3 separate regions of the Drosophila melanogaster genome follow, and regions 1 and 2 are each linked to region 3. Evidence: chromatin contacts called from public Hi-C data. All regions are on one chromosome and are shown on one strand. Each heading gives the region's core, a stretch centred on a gene start, on an enhancer-like site or on the middle of the called end of the contact. The rest is flanking DNA. Distances are from core to core; before and after follow the strand shown.

Region 1 (4,080 bases), core at 360-2,859, 4.6 Mb before region 3:
GTGCACCGCCGAGGAGGCGTATACGTACACCAAGGGGCGCTGCATCTTCGCCAGCGGTTCGCCTTTTGCTCCTGTGACGTACAACAACAAGAAGTTCTATCCGGGTCAGGGCAACAACTCGTACATTTTCCCTGGCGTGGCACTGGGTGTTCTGTGTGCCGGCATGCTGAACATTCCCGAGCAGGTATTCTTGGTCGCCGCCGAGCGCTTGGCGGAGCTGGTCTCCAAGGACGACCTGGCCAAGGGCAGCTTGTATCCACCACTCAGCTCCATTGTCAGCTGTTCGATGGCCATTGCCGAAAGGATTGTGGAGTACGCCTACAAAAACGGATTGGCCACTGTTCGTCCAGAGCCGGTCAATAAGCTGGCGTTCATCAAGGCCCAGATGTACGATCTGGACTATCCCCGATCCGTGCCCGCCACCTATAAGATGTAGATGATGGCCAGATGATGAGGATCCATTCCGCCTAACCCCAGAAACCAAAAGGAGTGGCCATCAAAAGATATCCGGCAAGGGCGGCGAGCAGTAACCATGTTATTTATTTTATAATGTCGCACATTTGTCGTCTAGCATAATATCCAAATTTGTATCGCGGCTAATTAACCACAACCACACACTATCCACCAACAACCATATTATAAAAAAAAACCAACTAAAATGGAATGTCATCAGCTTGCGGCGCGCGATTTTGTATAATGCTAACTATGTAAATGGGATATTGATCTAATAGATATGTAAACAAATTTTATGTAATCTTGAACAACACAAACTATTCTAAGGATATATACAAATAAAGAAATAAACAAAAATAAGCCAAAGGTTTCTTTTAAAGTTCATAAAGTCAGCGTTAAATTCATTGCGGCTTGGGCGCAACTTTCGTGCGGCTTTTGGTTGGCTTGTTAGCGATTTCAGCGCAGCTTGCTTGCGATTCGAACGCGAGTTTGTTGCGTCGTGGAGTTTTTTGAGTTTTTGCTGTGGGTCTTTTGCTTTCAGTTTTGGTCTTGGGCTTGGATTTCAGGCTTACACTTAACTACACTTAGCTTACACTTAGCAAGAAAGTAAAGGTATAAATGAAATCAGTCTAATCAAGATATTTTGTAAGAAAGGCGCGTGCAGTGTGAACAAGGTTTTAGTGGGACCTTAGCTTTGTGCTAAATGCCCTATAGCACGCATATGGAATTCGGAAAGTAACGGTATAAATAAAATCTGTCTAATTAAGATATTTTGTAAGAAAGGCGCGTGCAGTGTGAACAAGGTTTTAGTGGGACCTTAGCTTTGTGCTAAATGCCCTATAGCACGCATATGGAATTCGGAAAGTAACGGTATAAATAAAATCTGTCTAATTAAGATATTTTGTAAGAAAGGCGCGTGCAGTGTGAACAAGGTTTTAGTGGGACCTTAGCTTTGTGCTAAATGCCCCATAGCACGCATATGGAATTCGGAAAGTAACGGTATAAATAAAATCTGTTTAATTAAGATATTTTGTAAGAAAGTCGCGTGCAGTGTGAACAAGGTTTCAGTGGGACCGCTGGCGGTGTAAACAGTTCATTCAAAGTGTCACAAACATGAATAGTATATTTGAAACTAATCATAAGACGGCCACATTGACCGCGCGACGTTTCGTTTTCATTTTATTCATTTCACTTGTAACAAGCAGTTTGCAACAATTCTTAGTTCAGTATAAAAACGCACCGGCGCAATGGCATTCTCGCAGTCGTTCAACTTCGGAAACAGCACCTTAATGGCGCTGGAGAAAGGAATGCAAGCGGACGACAAGGAGAATGCACAGCCAGGAAACGGAAATATCCAAGTCCAAAGTGCCGGCAATGAGGTAAATAGCGAGATCCAGGAAATTAACTCGGAGTTTTTCCGGGACGAGTTCTCCTACGAAGTGAATCAGGCCCATAAGCCAGCTGAACAATCAGTGGTCAATGTGTCTCAGGTTCAGCAGCATATGGCAGTTGTTTCCAATCAGGACTCTGAGGATCAGAGCCGCTCATCCGCTTTGAATGACCAAATCTGCACACAGTCTTCGTTCGAGGGCGAGGACGCAGGCGCGGATGCAGTGCTGGATCAGCCCAATCTGGATGAGAACAGCTTTTTGTGTCCTGCGCAGGATGAAGAGGCTTCCGAGCAGCTGAAGGAAGACATCTTGCACAGTCATTCCGTATTGGCCAAGCAGGAATTCTATCAAGAGATTTCGCAAGTCACGCAGAACCTGAGCAGCATGTCGCCCAACCAACTGCGAGTGTCGCCCAACTCCTCGAGGATCCGCGAAGCGATGCCCGAAAGACCAGCAATGCCACTTGATCTCAACACGCTTAGATCAATAAGCGCATGGAACCTGCCCATGAGCATTCAAGCGGAGTACAAGAAGAAGGGTGTTGTCGATATGTTCGACTGGCAGGTGGAGTGTCTCTCCAAGCCTAGATTGCTGTTTGAGCACTGCAACCTGGTTTATTCAGCACCCACGTCGGCAGGCAAGACGTTGGTTAGTGAGATACTGATGCTGAAAACCGTACTGGAGCGAGGTAAAAAGGTGCTGCTCATACTGCCCTTCATCTCGGTGGTGCGCGAGAAAATGTTCTACATGCAGGATCTGCTCACGCCGGCTGGTTACCGCGTGGAGGGATTCTACGGCGGCTATACGCCACCAGGAGGCTTTGAGAGCCTTCATGTGGCCATTTGCACAATTGAGAAGGCGAACTCCATTGTGAACAAGCTGATGGAGCAGGGCAAACTGGAAACCATTGGCATGGTGGTGGTAGACGAAGTGCATCTCATTTCGGACAAGGGACGCGGCTATATCCTGGAACTTCTGCTAGCCAAGATCCTCTACATGTCCCGTCGCAATGGACTGCAGATCCAGGTGATCACCATGTCGGCCACACTCGAGAATGTGCAGCTGCTGCAGAGCTGGCTTGACGCCGAGTTGTACATCACAAACTACCGACCCGTTGCTCTAAAGGAAATGATTAAGGTGGGCACAGTAATTTATGACCACCGTTTGAAATTAGTTCGAGATGTGGCCAAGCAAAAGGTACTTTTGAAAGGCCTGGAAAACGATTCCGATGATGTGGCCCTTCTCTGCATAGAGACGTTGCTGGAGGGATGCTCGGTAATCGTGTTCTGCCCCTCGAAAGATTGGTGCGAGAACCTGGCCGTTCAATTGGCCACCGCAATCCATGTCCAAATCAAATCTGAAACAGTGCTGGGCCAGCGATTGAGAACAAATCTAAATCCGAGGGCCATTGCAGAAGTGAAGCAACAACTCAGGGACATTCCCACAGGTTGGATCAGTCGAATTGATAATTTACACTCTATCCCTATCCCTGATTTTAATTTCATTTAACTTAGGTCTCGATGGGGTCATGTCGAAGGCGATCACCTACGCCTGCGCGTTTCACCACGCCGGCCTAACTACGGAGGAGCGGGACATTATTGAAGCCTCGTTTAAGGCAGGAGCACTGAAGGTTCTAGTCGCCACCAGCACACTGAGTTCGGGAGTGAATCTGCCCGCTCGGCGCGTCCTGATACGCTCGCCATTATTTGGGGGCAAGCAAATGAGTTCCCTAACGTACCGCCAGATGATCGGACGAGCTGGACGCATGGGAAAGGATACGCTGGGTGAGTCTATTCTCATCTGCAACGAGATCAATGCCCGAATGGGAAGAGACCTGGTCGTATCGGAGCTGCAGCCCATTACTTCCTGCCTCGATATGGACGGAAGCGTAAGTATTCAAGCAAATAGCCAGAGCATAGCAACTAAGCTTTTCATTTTTCAGACCCACTTGAAGCGCGCTCTACTCGAGGTAATTTCTTCTGGTGTAGCGAACACCAAAGAAGACATCGACTTCTTCGTGAATTGTACTCTGCTGAGTGCCCAAAAGGCCTTCCACGCAAAGGAGAAACCACCCGATGAGGAATCGGACGCCAACTACATTAACGATGCCCTCGACTTTCTTGTGGAGTACGAGTTCGTTCGCCTGCAAAGGAACGAGGAAAGGGAGACAGCGGTCTATGTGGCCACTCGTCTCGGTGCCGCCTGTCTGGCTTCCTCTATGCCGCCCACCGACGGC
Region 2 (4,146 bases), core at 964-3,463, 3.9 Mb after region 3:
ACGTGGGCGACAGGACCTCCGTGCTGGCGGACCCAAAGTCGCACAGCTTGATCTGTTTGTCGTTGCCAATGAGAAAGTTCTCAATCTGCAATCAAATAGGATTAGGGTATTAGTCTGTTACTTCCAGCTATGGTTGGAGACCAACCTTTATATCTCGGTGGGCTATCGGCGGTGACTGTGAGTGCAAGCTGGCCACAGCCCGCGCCATTTGGTAGAAGATGCGCAGAACACAAGTCGGATTGAATGGAGCATTGTTTGTTCTGAAGCAGTCCACCAGAGATCCGCCTGACAAGGATAGAAATCCATGTGCTCAAATGTTCACGTAGTATGATTGGACGCCCTAGGGCGTCCCTTACCTTTACACAGCTCGGTGAGGAGCAAGTACTGGGCTCCCAATTGAGTTGATGGGGCGGTATAACTGGAACCCACAAAGGCGACAATGTTCTCGTGCCCCGACAGCTGCTTGTGGATGTTGATCTCGTTGATGATGGCGGTGGAGGCTTGCATGTCAGCCCCGATCAGACGCTTGAGGGCGTATTCTGTGCCAGTTTGCACATCTTGGGCTACATACACGAAGGCGTATCCGCCTGAAAAAGGGGGTGGAAGCGAGAGACAAGTAGATAACGAGGCACAGATAAGGCCCTGCCTAAGTGCTAAGTGCGGCACGCTCGGAGGAAGGGGTTGACCGGCTGGTAGCCTGCTATATATTTACGAATTCTGTCTTCCAGCTCCCTGCAGAGCTACGAACTTTCAGCCACCTTCAGGCCACTGTTGTTCTTATATAAGAACTTGTTAAAAAAAAACCCGATCGGTTTAATGTGCCATGGCTCGCAGGTGGGCACCAGCGGTAACGCGTAACCGTGATGGTGGCAATGCACTATCGCCACAATTCGTCCGTTGGCTTGGCTCAAGCAGAGCTGCGCCTCTCGAGCTCGGAAAGCGCAAACAAGAAGCATTTAAGTTCTTGGATCGGCCTGGTGGCTTCGGCTTCACTTCCTATTGATTTTTCCACCCACGTTCCTCACCTTCGGCGATGACACACTTGATGCGCAGCCTGTGTCCAGCGACTTCAACGACCTGGCCCACGAAGTCATTGTCCAGCCTGCCACCGAGGGCCTCTGGTGCTCCGTTTCCTGCAGCTCCGTTGACCTCGCTAGAGGAGAAGTAGTTGAGGTTGAGCGACTTAAAGAACTCGCCCATTTTGGTGGTGGCCAATGCTAGAAGGCTGTAATCGACAAGTGATACACCTAAAATATCTGGCGCCCGTTAACTGAACTAAAACATTTTCGTAGCGCCGTGGCCACAAAAAAATAAAAAGAATCCAGGGCTGCGGAGGAGCAGGTTCCTCAGCAGGGTGGAGCGGAATCAGTTTGCTCCGATAGCTTGATCGCGCAGGCCTGGCTCACCATCGATATGTGGCGCTGTGCTCTTATCGATATTTGACGCTGGGCTCTTATCGATGTGGCGCGCGGATAACTAGATTATGAATTTCGACTAAATTTAGAGTGCTTTTAAGCAAACATTTTGTATGTTGACTCTTCAAAATTCAGACGTTTAATCCTGGCTTTAAGATTGCACCTGAGGTGATTGTATTATATTTAAAATGCGTGCAGTGCCAACGCCCTTGCGAGGTTTTAAGAGATCACAGTTTTTGTACGAGCAGTCATGTCAAGATATATGCTCTAAAGAGTTCCTTCCGCTAGTTCATACTCTTCAACAAGTACCCATTTAGCTTGATACGGTTAAAAGAGCGCACACAACCACATTTATCAGAGGTCTAGAGGTATTGCATTTTTGACTGGGGCTGTGACAGCTTTGAAAGAAAATAAAATGTAATTGAAAGGTTAAACACTTTTTTCGAAAAGTCATTCCCCTTTGAGTCGCCTGAGTAAATTCCCGCATTTAGCTGTGCATCAAGCGTGCATGTGTCTTTGAGCCAATTCAAGGTCCAGCTCTGAAGTTTGAGTTTCCTATGTACATTGTGCCAGGTAGAGTTGGCTGATTGAAGTCAACAGCTAAGGGGAAACCCAGGGGACAACCGCTGCAACAGCTGGCCGTCGGAATGAAGAAATGGAGTATGACTAGTAAGCCTTTGGGGCACCTCCCCTCCGTGGAACAGCAACAAGTTGGTAACGGCAGTATATTTACACATCTGTCTTTGGATAATTGAGAGCTGTGTTGCGCTACGCTTGGGCCGCTGGCGAATACGGATAGTTACAGATGACCGATATGGCCGTAAGTTTGCGCAAACCGAGCTCCGCTTATTTTGGACATTGAAGTTAAGCTTGCAATTTGCTGTGTGCACCTGGCCAGTTTCACGTAACGCGTGGAGATTTGTCGAATGCAAAATACACAACCTTATCAGTGTACTAATTACCACCGCCCTACTCCCACGTTGTATCGATGCCCCCGATCTAGCATTGACACAATTTTCAGGGAGCCGCATTCGGCCAAAGCCGTTTAATGTAAGACAATAAAAATAAACATTTTCCGCGCCATTTGGTGCGCCTGCAAAGCGGTCGGGGTCGTGGAAAACCCCTCTGTAGGCAAACAGCGGGAGCATTCTGTTTGCACAACTGCAGCCGAGAGCACGCTATAGAAAAAACCCCGAGACCCCTGGATCTGGACTTTGAAACTATAGCCACCATGTGCCGGCGACTAAGAAATATCCCCGGACTGATCTGCCTGCTGACGACGGTCGTCGTGCCCTGTCGGACGGAGTTCTACGCTCTAGACGCGCTGGGGCGGGATCCGAGTCCCGCTGATTTTCCGGGTGCAGTGCCACGACTGGTTATCTACAACCCCTTTAGTGGCCAACAGCTGGAGCCGCTGCGGTACTCGGCTGTTTCGCGGGGCAGACGGCAGCCCGTGAACGGTAACATCGTAGAGCTACCCCAGCTCTGGCAGCCCTGCTCCTGCGTCGAGTTCTCTTGCCGGTGCTGCCTTGGCCTGGCTCTGGGACTCGGCGAATCAGCCAACCAGCGGTTGTGCGCCGCCCTCGACTACACCCGGGCGGATCTAGGTCTGCGCCTCAGCGTCGAGATAAACCAGCGCAAGGTGGCAACCTTCGGGTTCTCGACTCGAAATCCGCCCGAATACTGCGTGCCGCTGCCGCTCTCCAGCTGCCTCAGACTCTACGACATCCGTGCGTTCGGCGAGGGCAACATGCAGATATGTCTGTCGGTGGTCTTTAAAGTTCTGGCCAGCCAGTTCTTCGAGTACCGCTTCAGCTGCCTGCGCTTTGGCGCCAGAGGAGTATTCTTCGTTCGCGACGCACTGCAGGATCAGGGGCAGGATCAGGAAGCACTGGAGGTGGGGTCTAGGTCCGATGCGTGGCAGTATACGCCAAAGAAGCTGGCTGACAGGAGCATCTTCAGTTTCTACGGCAGATAATATTGGTCTTTCCTCTCACGCTTCAAGTTGTCATGTTCCGTGGATGCCTCGCAATGTTACATGTTTAATGAAAAAGTGAAATTTACGTTAATTAAAAAGCCTTTAACTCTAAGACCCCGCCCAGCAGCACAGACGCCATGAATATGGCGAAAATTGGCAGTAAACTGTGGCCTCCCTTGGTCTGGTACGGGCGATGATGCGACTGCTTGGATCTTATCCCACTTACGAATGTACCAACGGCTGTAATCGTTCTTCAAACCACTTTTTTTTAACGATAGCGCACACAGCAATTACTTCTCTGTTTACTTAAGATTCAAATATGTAGTGAGAGGCGCCGGCCCTTGAACCTATTAGGCTGCGAATGATTATGAAGTGACCAAGGGTCTCATATTATAAATAATATATTAGTTCCCCCACATATGACTGTTGTTATTTGATGTTATTTGAGTTTTAAAAATATATTAAATGAAATAAATTTTAGTGCACCATAGAACCATGACCATAAACTGGCCTCATAAGACTAAGATCTTAAACAAACAATTACGATTGTTAAAAATATGTTTAATATATATGACTATATTCTTTATTCTCTTGCTGAGGGTATATTAAATCATTTAAAGTATATATGTACATACATTCGTGTCTGCCCATCCGGATGTTGCAAACTTTCCAAAAGCCTTCTTCTTCCTTAGTACAAGTATATCTGTAAGCGGGAAAGAGCAGATTCTACAATCGTATGGCTACCAGTTAAAT
Region 3 (4,059 bases), core at 533-3,032:
TTTTTTGTTTGTTGTCTGCCAACGGATTCTCGATTACTCATTAGCCGAAGGATTTTGATTTTTTTTGGGTTCTCTCATTTTATACTGAGTACTTTTTGGCTGAGTTACTTGGGACAACGATATTGACTTTTTATATTAGAACAATCTATTTTCTAAACTCTCGGTATATATTTGAACATATGCATTCATAGTTTTATCTAATCAGCTGTCCAATTGTATATATGTATGTATATAGAATGTGACTATCGCCAAATGTTCTCGAGGGGCCTCAGCTTTCAGTTTGCTTAGCTGCTTCTACGACCGTGTGTCCACAACCCGTAATTGTACTTCGAATGCCCCGTAAACGTAACCTGTAACCGTATATATACAAATCTATATATGTACATATGTGTGTTTGTATGCTCCGTTGTAGATTAAGTTAGTTCGCCAAAGAGGCCTCTCCGTCGTTGGCAGATAAAAGTTGACGGCTTGATAACTTGATAGCTTGGCGCGCAAATAATATGGGTACAGTCAGTACAGACATCGCGGCGATAAGTTGACAAATTGGATGGCAATCGTAGGAAAGGATGTGGAATCGGCTAGAAAGCCCCTAGATAATAGATAATAGATAATAGATCGAGCATTGCTGTGAGAGATCTCTATTTCGAATTTAAACCTTGCTATTATGTTTATTTACCTCAGCATCTGGTATTCTTGGCCAATTTAAGCGGAACGTTTGTTTATAATTATGGCCTTGTGTTTAAAAATGTCAGATACCTTGAAGGAAGTAAGATTTTACCTCTTTTTCTTGGTTTATGAAACAAAACATTGCATACATATGTACAGAAATAGATGCAAATTTCATTTGTTATTAGTAAATTGGTCTTTAATTTTTTAGTTCTTAACTTTTTGGGATATCTGAAAAATCCTTGTAACGCTTAAATCTCCATTACAAGTAAAATAGAGCGAATACTACCGATTGAAATACCGCTCAATTTCCTGACAATTGAGGCTTTGATTGCTTTCTAGGCCAAGTGGCTCGGTTTGGTTTATCGTTCATGTTAATGACACAGCATAATGACATTAGCATTATCCGACAACTACAACTACAACAACAATTGGGGCCTCGAACTCTACCGTCGCCTAATGAGCCTCTGCCGGTGCCGCTGCCACTGCCGCTGCCTCTGCCGGCGTTGAGTTCATTTTAAGCTCTGCTTCAAAATAGCGGTGCTTCCTCTTTCCCCACATCCCCCAACACCCCGCCACCCCCGCGCACACAAAGTGCTGTTATAATGAATGGAAAACGAAAAGCAGCGGAACAATGAGAAATCATAAGTTGTACGGTAGAAGAGGAAGCTCACTAAGAAGGGGATCAGCATATATTCAGGCGAAATAAAACAATAATAATAGGCATAAGGTGACGACGGCAAACCAAAAACGAATGCGCAAAAGGCCGGGGCAAATACACACAAACTCACAAACACAAACAGAGAAGCGAAATCATGACTCATGCACTCAGTACAAAATTGTACGTATACTTTTCCCTGCTTCTTCTTTCCCGCCGCCGCCGCCACCTCCTTTTGCTTCTTCTTTCTCTTGTCCGTCTCCCCACCCACCGTTACTTCGTGCCTGAGTACTAATGTGTTGCTGCGCGGGTGTGAGTGAGCGAGAGAGGTAGAGCATTTATAAAAATAATACTTAAGCATGTATAAAAGCGGCGAAGTTAAGGAGCAACAATTAATAGAAGCACACTTTAAAATTTTTTTAAAGCTTTAATCCCATTTTAAAAATTTGTTACTTAGATTTCTTTCTGTGTAGCGGTCAAAAGAAGTCTGAACCAAGGATTCTGATCCGACAGATGCAAATAAAATAAAGAGCGCAGGCAAGCGAGAGAGGAAGCGATATTAACCAGCTGTTGCTGCGCCCCGCACCTGAAATCCACAACAACAACAACGACCATAAAACACCAACAGCCGAGGCCGCACGCACAAGGATAACCCACTAAAAGAAGAAAAAACCAAATCGATGACTCATGAACAGGAACCGAAATGTTTACAAAAATAGAACATATGCCAAAACGAAACAGCGCCGGAGGAAAAGAGAGGGGTGAGAAGTGCCGTTGGCGGCGCAATAAATAGCAACAATAAGAAGCCAACAGAAAAATCGATGCGGCTGTACCGTTCACCCAACCATCCATCCATCCACCCACCCACCACCACCTATCGCCCACCCACTCTCTCGCCATCTCGCTCTCTGTGTTCCACATTGCATTGTGAACGAACAACGAAACGTAATGGCGATGAGTCATCATCGAGCCAGGGCACAGTGGTGGCCAAAAATACATTAACACTCGGGCAGCGCAGGAGGCGCGTCGACGACACAACCCTTATCAGAAAGGACGTTTGCGGTTGGCTGGTTGGGTTAGCTAGCCTTGTTGTTGGTGCTGCAATCTGCATAAAGTTTCCATTGCCCGTGCAAACTTGTCTGCACCGACAAAAACGGCTATAGTTGTGGCTCCTATTATCATATTCTACCGAGTTTACTCTATGATAAACTTTTATCTACAAAGATCGACCTTCGCAAGGCTATAGCTTTCAAGTAACTCAGGCGTTTCGTTAAGATTAGACAGAATATTATACCATCTTACGTTTTAAAAAATATTGAAGCACCAAATCTCAGGTGGAACTAAATGAGTAGGTGTGAACTAAAAGAGTAATTTTTTTTCAAATCCTTATTTCTATCAGTTATGTTTTTCAGTGTGGCCAAAGTCGCAACACAGTTACGGCAGCAACAACAATGCGACGACGACGCCGCTGCCGCCATGCTGTCTGCCAACGCCAACACGCAACAGCAACAACAATGCGACGACCAAGAAGAAGAAGGGACAGAGGACGGAAGGAGCGAAGGAGGCGATGAAGAGAGGCGAATGGATAAGCGTAGGAGAAGTCACAACAAAAACTTTTTGAGGTGGAAGGAGCATTGCTCCTTATCAACGCACCCCAATTGCCTCCATGGGAGCGAGGGAGTTGGATAGATATGTACATGTATTCCACGTTGGAAATTACTTTGACTTGAGCTTTGCTTTGAAATTTTTTACGGTTTACTCCAAATTAGCTATTAACTTAAGATTATAACAAAGATTAAAATGGCACATTGAGCCTTTTAACTTTATTTTATGAAGAAGGATTATTGCTGATTTTAAAATAAAATAACTTTATTTAACCTGTAATTCAATTTATAATATGAATAAGGTCTAGGATCCATTTCATACACATAGTTTCTTTTACGAATTTGGCCTGTTCATTCAAGGTACTGAAATATAATCCAACAAATACTCATATTTACTTAAAATAGGGTCAAAGGCATTTAAAATTAAGCATATGCTTTGAAAACCGAGTACGATACAATCCGTGGCTGTGTAGAACAATAATATCACTTTTTAGAGACGTCTAGTTTGGAGGTCGTCGGTCGCTCATACCCGCCCACACTTTTTTTCTCGCGCTTGTTTTAAATGAAATATTTGCACTACTTAAACCACAGACGCTACAAAAAACATTAATAATACCTAGAAACAAAAGCAGCAATAAGAACGACAAAGCTCGTGCACACGTGCCAAGACATTAGCTTGGATGAAAAAAAATATATATACATACATATGTGTATAAAAAAAGCAAAACAAAAATACTTGATGAACAGCTTTGGACATAGAAAATGGAAATGGAAAAATGCGATTGACGTCAGCATTATATTCCACGGCTAAAGTTCTCTCCTCGTTCCCACCTCGTGCCCCCTTTTTTGCGTCTCAGTGAAGCAGGCGGCTACATATTATTATTTTCATTTAAAATTAACAATTTGTATAGTGCGCTTGGTTGTGTGGAAAAAGCGCTGAGGGCAGCACGAAATGCCAAGAGCACACACACAACACAACAAGCCAAAAAAAAGGGGCAAACCAAAAAGTCAATAACGAATTTTCCAAGCAGATCCAAAGAAGAAAGGCGACTGGAAGCCAGACGAAAACCGTTATGCAAAATCCACAAATGAGCCCGCTGACCGCGGAAAAAGCCGCCAGGCATCCAATAA

The links. A called contact is a pair of places that touch in the nucleus more often than the background predicts.
Region 1: a Hi-C map of the Kc167 cell line shows a contact between it and region 3, with 2.7 times the contacts expected there. The contact joins the promoter of PolQ here to the promoter of lncRNA:CR44331 in region 3. A contact is called at or near these places in 2 of 107 Hi-C or Micro-C datasets (the Kc167 cell line and embryo).
Region 2: a Hi-C map of the Kc167 cell line shows a contact between it and region 3, with 5 times the contacts expected there. The contact joins the promoter of CG31516 here to the promoter of lncRNA:CR44331 in region 3. A contact is called at or near these places in 3 of 107 Hi-C or Micro-C datasets (the Kc167 cell line and embryo).

What each region holds. Positions count from the first base shown.
Region 1 is chr3R:12,709,828-12,713,907 of dm6, reverse strand. PolQ (DNA polymerase theta) reads left to right here and starts at 1,609. Exons shown (of 7, transcript NM_079609.3): 1 at 1,609-3,291; 2 at 3,359-3,732; 3 at 3,787-4,080. The coding sequence starts at 1,701. Men (Malic enzyme) reads left to right here. Exons shown (of 4, transcript NM_080141.4): 4 at 1-805. The coding sequence ends at 436.
Region 2 is chr3R:4,218,197-4,222,342 of dm6, reverse strand. It overlaps CG31516, which reads left to right and starts at 2,213. Exons shown (of 1, transcript NM_164316.3): 1 at 2,213-3,880. The coding sequence starts at 2,647. The coding sequence ends at 3,393. It overlaps aux (auxilin), which reads right to left. Exons shown (of 13, transcript NM_164317.3): 4 at 4,029-4,096; 5 at 1,026-1,225; 6 at 357-587; 7 at 146-285; 8 at 1-85. The coding sequence starts at 1,200.
Region 3 is chr3R:8,111,726-8,115,784 of dm6, reverse strand. lncRNA:CR44331 (long non-coding RNA:CR44331) reads left to right here and starts at 1,782. Exons shown (of 2, transcript NR_125107.1): 1 at 1,782-2,676; 2 at 2,737-3,086. All of the region lies in intron 3 of puc (puckered), which reads right to left.